Linked DNA regions of Zea mays: region 2 is linked to region 1. The links are chromatin contacts, called in public Hi-C maps. All regions are on one chromosome and are shown on one strand. The core of a region is the stretch at or near the end of the contact, and the rest is flanking DNA. Distances in the headings are between cores, read along the strand shown.

Region 1 (3,251 bases), core at 448-2,947:
AAGGCGTGTGGGTATGGTTAATGGGGTTTTAAATGGGCCACGACGTTTTGGTGGAAAATGACCGGATGATATGGCTAGACCGAGACACACTGTTAGATCATGACTCTATCTAATTATTGAAAGCCTAGATCTTTTAATACATAAATTATATATGTGTGTGTCATAGTTTAGAATGGTACATATAGAGATGACAACGGGGGATTCCCCATGGGGGAATATCTCCATCTCTCCGTCCCCCGACGAAAAAATTCACCATGGGGATCCCCACAAATGCTCGTGCGTGTCATTTCTTTCTCATACCGTTCCCCGCGGGGATAAACCCTGACAGGGATCCGTATTCCAACCTAAATTATAATTAGGACACACTTCGTTTGTTATTAATTCAAAACATCGCCACTTATAGGCATTGTTAGATTAAGAAACTATTATGTGTACATCAAAATGAACATATTTGTATAACGAGTGATCTCTTAACAAGGTAATTATTTATTTTACCCTTAACCATTGAACGAAAACATCGTTGTGTGCATGTTTAACGGGTCCCAAGGGTTGTGGAATAATTCCCCGTCCTCGTCCCTGTTTACGCGTCGGGGATTTTTTTTTCCATTTACATCCTTGGAAGGGAAAAAACTTTTCCATCTCCATCCTAAAGACTTGTTCAGTTAGGGGTAGATTGAGGGACATTAAATTCATCTTCTATTCAAAATTAAGGGCCCGTTTGGCACAGCTCCAGCTCCTGATTCTAAGCGAGGATCTGAAGGAGCCGTGCCAAACAGGTATTTTTTTAAACTGATTCTCGTGTGGAGCCGAAAGATTGAGAGTCGTTTTTGTGAAGAAAGGTGGGATCTAAAAAAACCTGCTCCACCCTCCCTTAAAACAGCTCCTCAACCAACCAAATATGGACCTCCCCTTAAAGTTTGATCGAAATTACCCGCAATTGATATTGGACAAAAACATAACGAGCCAATTTATGGATTAAACATTTGAGACCATTTTATGCACTACTATGATGGGAATATTTTATATGTTATTGTTTCATATTTTTTTTTCTGTATATGCATCATACTTATTGGTTTGTAACAAAGTTGAACTGCAAAGGGTAAAACAGACAATCGCCACAGACCACCAACTCTCAGTAGACAAGAATCAGTTTACTTGCCAAACGGTTTTAAAAATGATTCTGATTCTCTAGGAGAATCAGAAGGATCAGCTCCTCACGAGGATCAGGATCTTGAGCTAAAGAAGCAGGAGCTGGAGCTTTGCCAAACGAGCCCTAAATATAAGAGTATTTAATCCCCTCAATCCCTCTAATCACCATACAAACGAACATGCCCTAATGGAATAATTCCCTGCGGGGAATCGATGATCGGGGTCCATTGTCATCTCTCGGTATGTACATATTAATTATGTATTTAATTTGTACTTTAGACTATAAAATTTTTAGGAAAAACCGAAAACACTCTAGACTTAGGGGTAGGAGAATCTATCATTAAATTTAGAGTGTTTTTAGTGATAATCGCTGTGGTTTTAGAGTGTTTCTAAAAGATTTTTAGAAGCCACCGCGGTCAGTCTTCCAGCCTTCTATTCTGAACACCAGAGCAAAACTGTTCTCAGCTTTCGTGAATCCATCCACGGGCCACCCAATTTTCTCCTGCTCCGGCCCATACAAAATCTCAAAATCCTCCAGATGAAGGTCGCTCGGCCCAAACCTAGTAGTGTCTAGGGTTTTACCCTCTCCAACACGACGAGGTTTTGCTCCGACACCGACGCGACAGCCGACAAGGCAGGGGGAGAGGCCGAGAGGGGAAATGGCATCGTTGTCCCGCACCGCTGCTGCCGCTGTCGTGGCCCTGAGGTCGGCGGTCCGCTCCGCGCCCCTTACCGGCCGCGTCCTCGGAGCGCCACTACCTTCCTTTGCCTCGCCTTCCGCTACCCGCTCCGCCCGGATCCTCCGCAGGTAGCGAGCCGGCTCCCTGGCTACTGGTCCGGATGGGATTCGGCGCGTGCGCTCACTTAGGCGTTCTGGTGTCGGTGCAGGTCGGCGGCCGCGGCGTCGGCGGGGCTGGAAACGCTAATGCCGCTGCACAGCGCGGTGGCTGCCGCGCGGCTTAGGTCCTGCATCGCCGTCGACTCCTCCTGCTGGTGCTCGCTCTCACAAGGTAACCCTTTTTGTTCTGGGTTGTTACCAACGGCTTGCTGTCAAATATTTGTATCCGTGCTTGCTCTCCAACACTTTCGTGTGATTGTGCATTTTGAGGTTTTTCGGGTTTCGGATAAGGTTGAAAGAGAAGGAGAAGGCCTCAAGCGCCGTCAGATCGCTAATTTAAGCATAACGTTTTGCCAGCATGGCCACATCATTTCTCTAACCGATTTCTCAGAGATCAAGCAATTCACGAACTGAGCTCATTGCACAGTACTCATCAGATATTTTGTTTGTTCTACTTACAGTCTTACACACCAGAGAAACCTAGATACAGGAGTCATGTGAGTGACCGGTGAGTTTAGTAACTCGTGCATCGTAGTGCTTTCCAGCCCTAAGCTCATGGCTGATACTGAATGAATAACGTCCTGTCCTGATGAAACTCCTTTTTAAGCTATGTGATACTGAAATGCATGTTGATATTCCTTTCTATTTGTGGTTTAGTATCAATTAGTTCAATTGTGCTCGATTGTTGTTCTACCGAGCTAGTTTTACATCTATGCCAATTGTCCACTGTATCAGTAGTTTAGATTTTGTATAACCTTTTTATTTTGCAATTATAACAAAAAAGTGATCAACAGGGATCTTTATGTATGCAGTGATGAATAATGAATGCATTCAACGTGCCTTTCAGAGTTACACTAGTGTGAAGGACTTAAAATGCTAGCAGTTTATAGCAAAACTAGTTTCAGGCTTTGTATTGTTTTATTTTACAGTAGCTCGTTACTGTATATGTATATTTGTTGTCTTTTTTTATTTATGTGAAAAGTTTGATTGGCTTTTCCGGGTGTATGGTGCCACGACAGAATCCTAGTTGCAAACAGAAGGAACACAATCTCGTTGGGACTAGTCATTGCAATCTTGTTGATTGATCTACCGATTCCATTATTGGCCTTCTTTATTCGTAAAATATTAATAAGATCTGGTTTTAGCTATATAGACTTGCAGTCTACATGTCTGCCATAAGATTGTGGTTCTCTAAAATCTGAGCAAAAGTGCTGCCTGGTTAAAACATTGTCCCATACATAATAGTAGATTATTTGTTGTCATT
Region 2 (3,251 bases), core at 327-2,826, 220 kb before region 1:
AATATCGGACGGCTGCTGGCGTTCCATGTTTTGTTTCTCTGATCGCTCATGAATGTATTTCTTCTTTTCTCCCCCACCCCCGGTCACCGGACAGGGTTGCATTGCTCCCAATATGTAACTGTATACAGTAGCGACTCCATTTTCTGACTAATTGGACACGGAAACCCAAACATTTGTTGTCCAGATGTTCTACTCTTTTTTTTCACCACTTCAAAAGTAATGGTGGACAACGAGTCGGCTCGTTCGAGTTCGAGCTGACTCGTTAAGCTAACGAGCCAGCTCGGCTCGTTAAGGTAACGAGTCATAGAGTCGGCTCGGCTCGTTTACGAGCTCGAGCTGTCTCATTTAGCTAGCGAGCCAGAACAGAACAAAAATAAAATATATATAATAATTATTTTTAGTTAATTTCAAACTAATTTAACAATAGAAATAGTAATTATATTCATAGTTTCACAAACCACGTCAATATAACACCAAATTAGCACAATTCATCACTCATTAATTCATAATTCACTTACATGTTCATCAGTTTAATCCATAATTATATTTGCATAGACCAAATTAACACATAGACATAGTTCATTAATTATTATATTGATTCATAAGCCATAGGCACCTCACATATATATAACATGTTCATCAATTATTCTGTAAATGATATGCGTATAGTTTTGTTTTGCTGGAATATGGTAGCTCGTTTAGCTCGCGAGCTGGCTCGTTAACGAACCGAGCTAGGTTGTCAGCTCAGCTCGTGAAAAAGTTTAAACGAGCCGAGCCGAGCTGACTATGAACCGAGCGAGCCAGCGAGTCACGAGCATTTCGTCTAGCCCTATTTAGAAGTACGCCAAGGTGGCTAACCCTTGAACACATAGGATTCCAGAAAGTTCTAATGCCCCCCTGACTATCCGGAGCCCCTAGCTGTGACGGACGTCTCCCTTGAGTACCCACGACCTTGGAACTCCTTACTTAGCGGCACCGAGGGCCGAGGGGGATGCACTGGTTTATGATCCAGTGAATCAATGGGCGAATCAATTATTCGTTAGTGGTGGATGTAGCTTTCAAAACTCAAATAATCAACGAGATGATGGTGGTGGTCAACCTTTAGTGACATCTTTGTTTCTATGCTGCATGCAGTTGTTGCACAGACTTCGTTTGTCAGGATATGGCATTGTATGAACTTATTTTCTATGTAGTTATGTAATCGTGAATTCAATGGATGTGGACATATAAATTTATATAGGTATGCGATGCATAAACTGAATTATGATGATTTTTTTGTTTACGTGTATTGAAATTATAGATGAATTATGAGGGGAAAATATGCTATGCAATCACTTATCCTGGTGTAAGCATGCAATCAAGCGATCTGGTGCATCCGATCTAGATCTAATGATGACTGTTATTTTATATTTAACCCCTTCCATCTAAAACATGGTACCTATTTTACTTTTAACCCCTTCCATATGAAACCGTTGGATCTAGATTGGATGCTCTGGATAGTTTGATTGCACGCTTGCACCAAAATGAGTGATTGCACAGGATATGTCCTCAATTATGAGAACGAGGGTTGTGCAGTGCAGGAACTATTGTCTAAAATGCAAGATGGTTCGGCACTGTCGGACACCCGTGCAGCACTGCGCGCGCACGTGCACTGCCCCAGCGCGCGTGCCGCTCTCCATGTCGTTGCGCCTCGGCTTCCACAACCTGGAGCCGGCGCTCGCCGCGGCGGCCGAGGCGCTGTTCGGCACCCGCTCCCCGCCGCGCGCCGTCCTCCGCCGCGCGCGCGCGCTGCACGCGCTCCTCGTGGTCTCGTCCCTGCCGTCCGCGCCCCGCCCGCCCACCTTCCTCGTCAACCAGCTGCTCGCCCTCTACTGCCGCCTCTCCGCGGTCCCCGACGCCCTCGCCCTCCTCCGCTCCACGCCGTGCCCCTCCGTGATCTCCTACAACACCGTCCTCTCCGCTCTCTCGCGCACCCCAAGGCACGCGCAGGACGCCTTCGGGCTCTTCCGCGGCCTGCACTCGTCGGGTCTCCGCCCGACCGCCCCCAGCCTCTGCGCCGTCCTCCGCGCCGCCGGCGCACTGCGCGACGGCCGCGCGGGGGCCGCGGCACACGCGCATGCCTCGGCGCTCGGCTTCCTCGCCAGCGACATTGTGCCGACCGCGCTGCTCCAGATGTACTCCGGGTGCGGGTCGCCGAGGGACGCTAACCAGGTGTTCGACGAAATGATGACGCCGGATGTGGTGGCGTGGAACTGCGTGATGCACTGCAACGTACGGTACGATTACCTGGACCGCGCCCTGCGGAAGTTCTGCCGGATGGTGAGCACTGGGCTGGCGCCTACAGAGAGCACCCTTTCTTCGGTGCTGAGTGGGTGCGGGCGCTCTGGGGACTTGCACCATGGGCGTGCGCTACATGGATGGGTGGTGAAATCAGAGGAGCTTGATCCTGATTTGCCTTTGCATAATGCGCTGCTTGATATGTACTGCTGCTGTGGTGATCTAGACACTGCAGTACTTGTGTTTCGGAGGATCGAAACACCAGACTTGGTGTCATGGAATACCATAATTTCTGGATTTTCTGGCGTTGCGGACGGATGGACCGCAGTGCAGGCCTTTGTGAAGCTCAAGGCTGTGTCCTCTGAATGGCTGGCTCCAGATGAGTACACATTTGCGGCAGTGGTGGCTGCAGCTGCTTCTTTACCAGCAATGTGTAGCGGCAAACCGCTTCATGCTTGTGTGATCAAGGCTGGGTTGGAGAGCAGCGTCTTTGTTGCGAATACACTTCTCAATATGTATTTCACAAATGAGGATCCAGAGTCTGCTCACATTTTGTTCGATTCCGTTATGGTGAAAGATGTTATCATGTGGACTGAGATGGTAGCTGGCCATTCTGCACTAGGTGAAGGAGAATTGTCATTGAAATATTTTATTGGCATGCTGGAGGTTGGGCACAAGGCTGATAATTTCTCTCTTAGCAGTGCTTTGAACTCCGCAGCAGATCTTGCAGGTCTTAAGCAAGGGGAAATGCTCCATGCTCAAGTGGTAAAAAGTGGCTATGAAGGAAATATTTGTGTCTCTGGAAGCCTTGTTGATATGTACGCGAAAAATGGTACTCTTCTTCGTGCCTATTCTGTTTTCTGCACCATACAGAAGCCAGATTTGAAGTGCTGGAATGCTATGATAGGAGGATATGGCAACCACGGGGATTCTGAAATGGCATTCAAACTATTTGGTGACATGATTCGTAGTGA

What was found. A called contact is a pair of places that touch in the nucleus more often than the background predicts.
Region 2: a Hi-C map of leaf shows a contact between it and region 1, with 2.6 times the contacts expected there. The contact joins the promoter of LOC103642187 here to the promoter of LOC103642186 in region 1. A contact is called at or near these places in 6 of 25 Hi-C or Micro-C datasets (ear, endosperm and leaf).

The regions. Positions count from the first base shown.
Region 1 is chr10:149,866,667-149,869,917 of Zm-B73-REFERENCE-NAM-5.0, reverse strand. LOC103642186 reads left to right here and starts at 1,697. Exons shown (of 3, transcript NM_001415861.1): 1 at 1,697-1,957; 2 at 2,038-2,159. The coding sequence starts at 1,809.
Region 2 is chr10:150,087,264-150,090,514 of Zm-B73-REFERENCE-NAM-5.0, reverse strand. It overlaps LOC103642187 (pentatricopeptide repeat-containing protein At3g50420), which reads left to right and starts at 1,576. Exons shown (of 3, transcript XM_020545897.2): 1 at 1,576-3,251. The coding sequence starts at 1,603. It overlaps LOC100273567, which reads left to right. Exons shown (of 9, transcript NM_001147985.2): 9 at 1-183.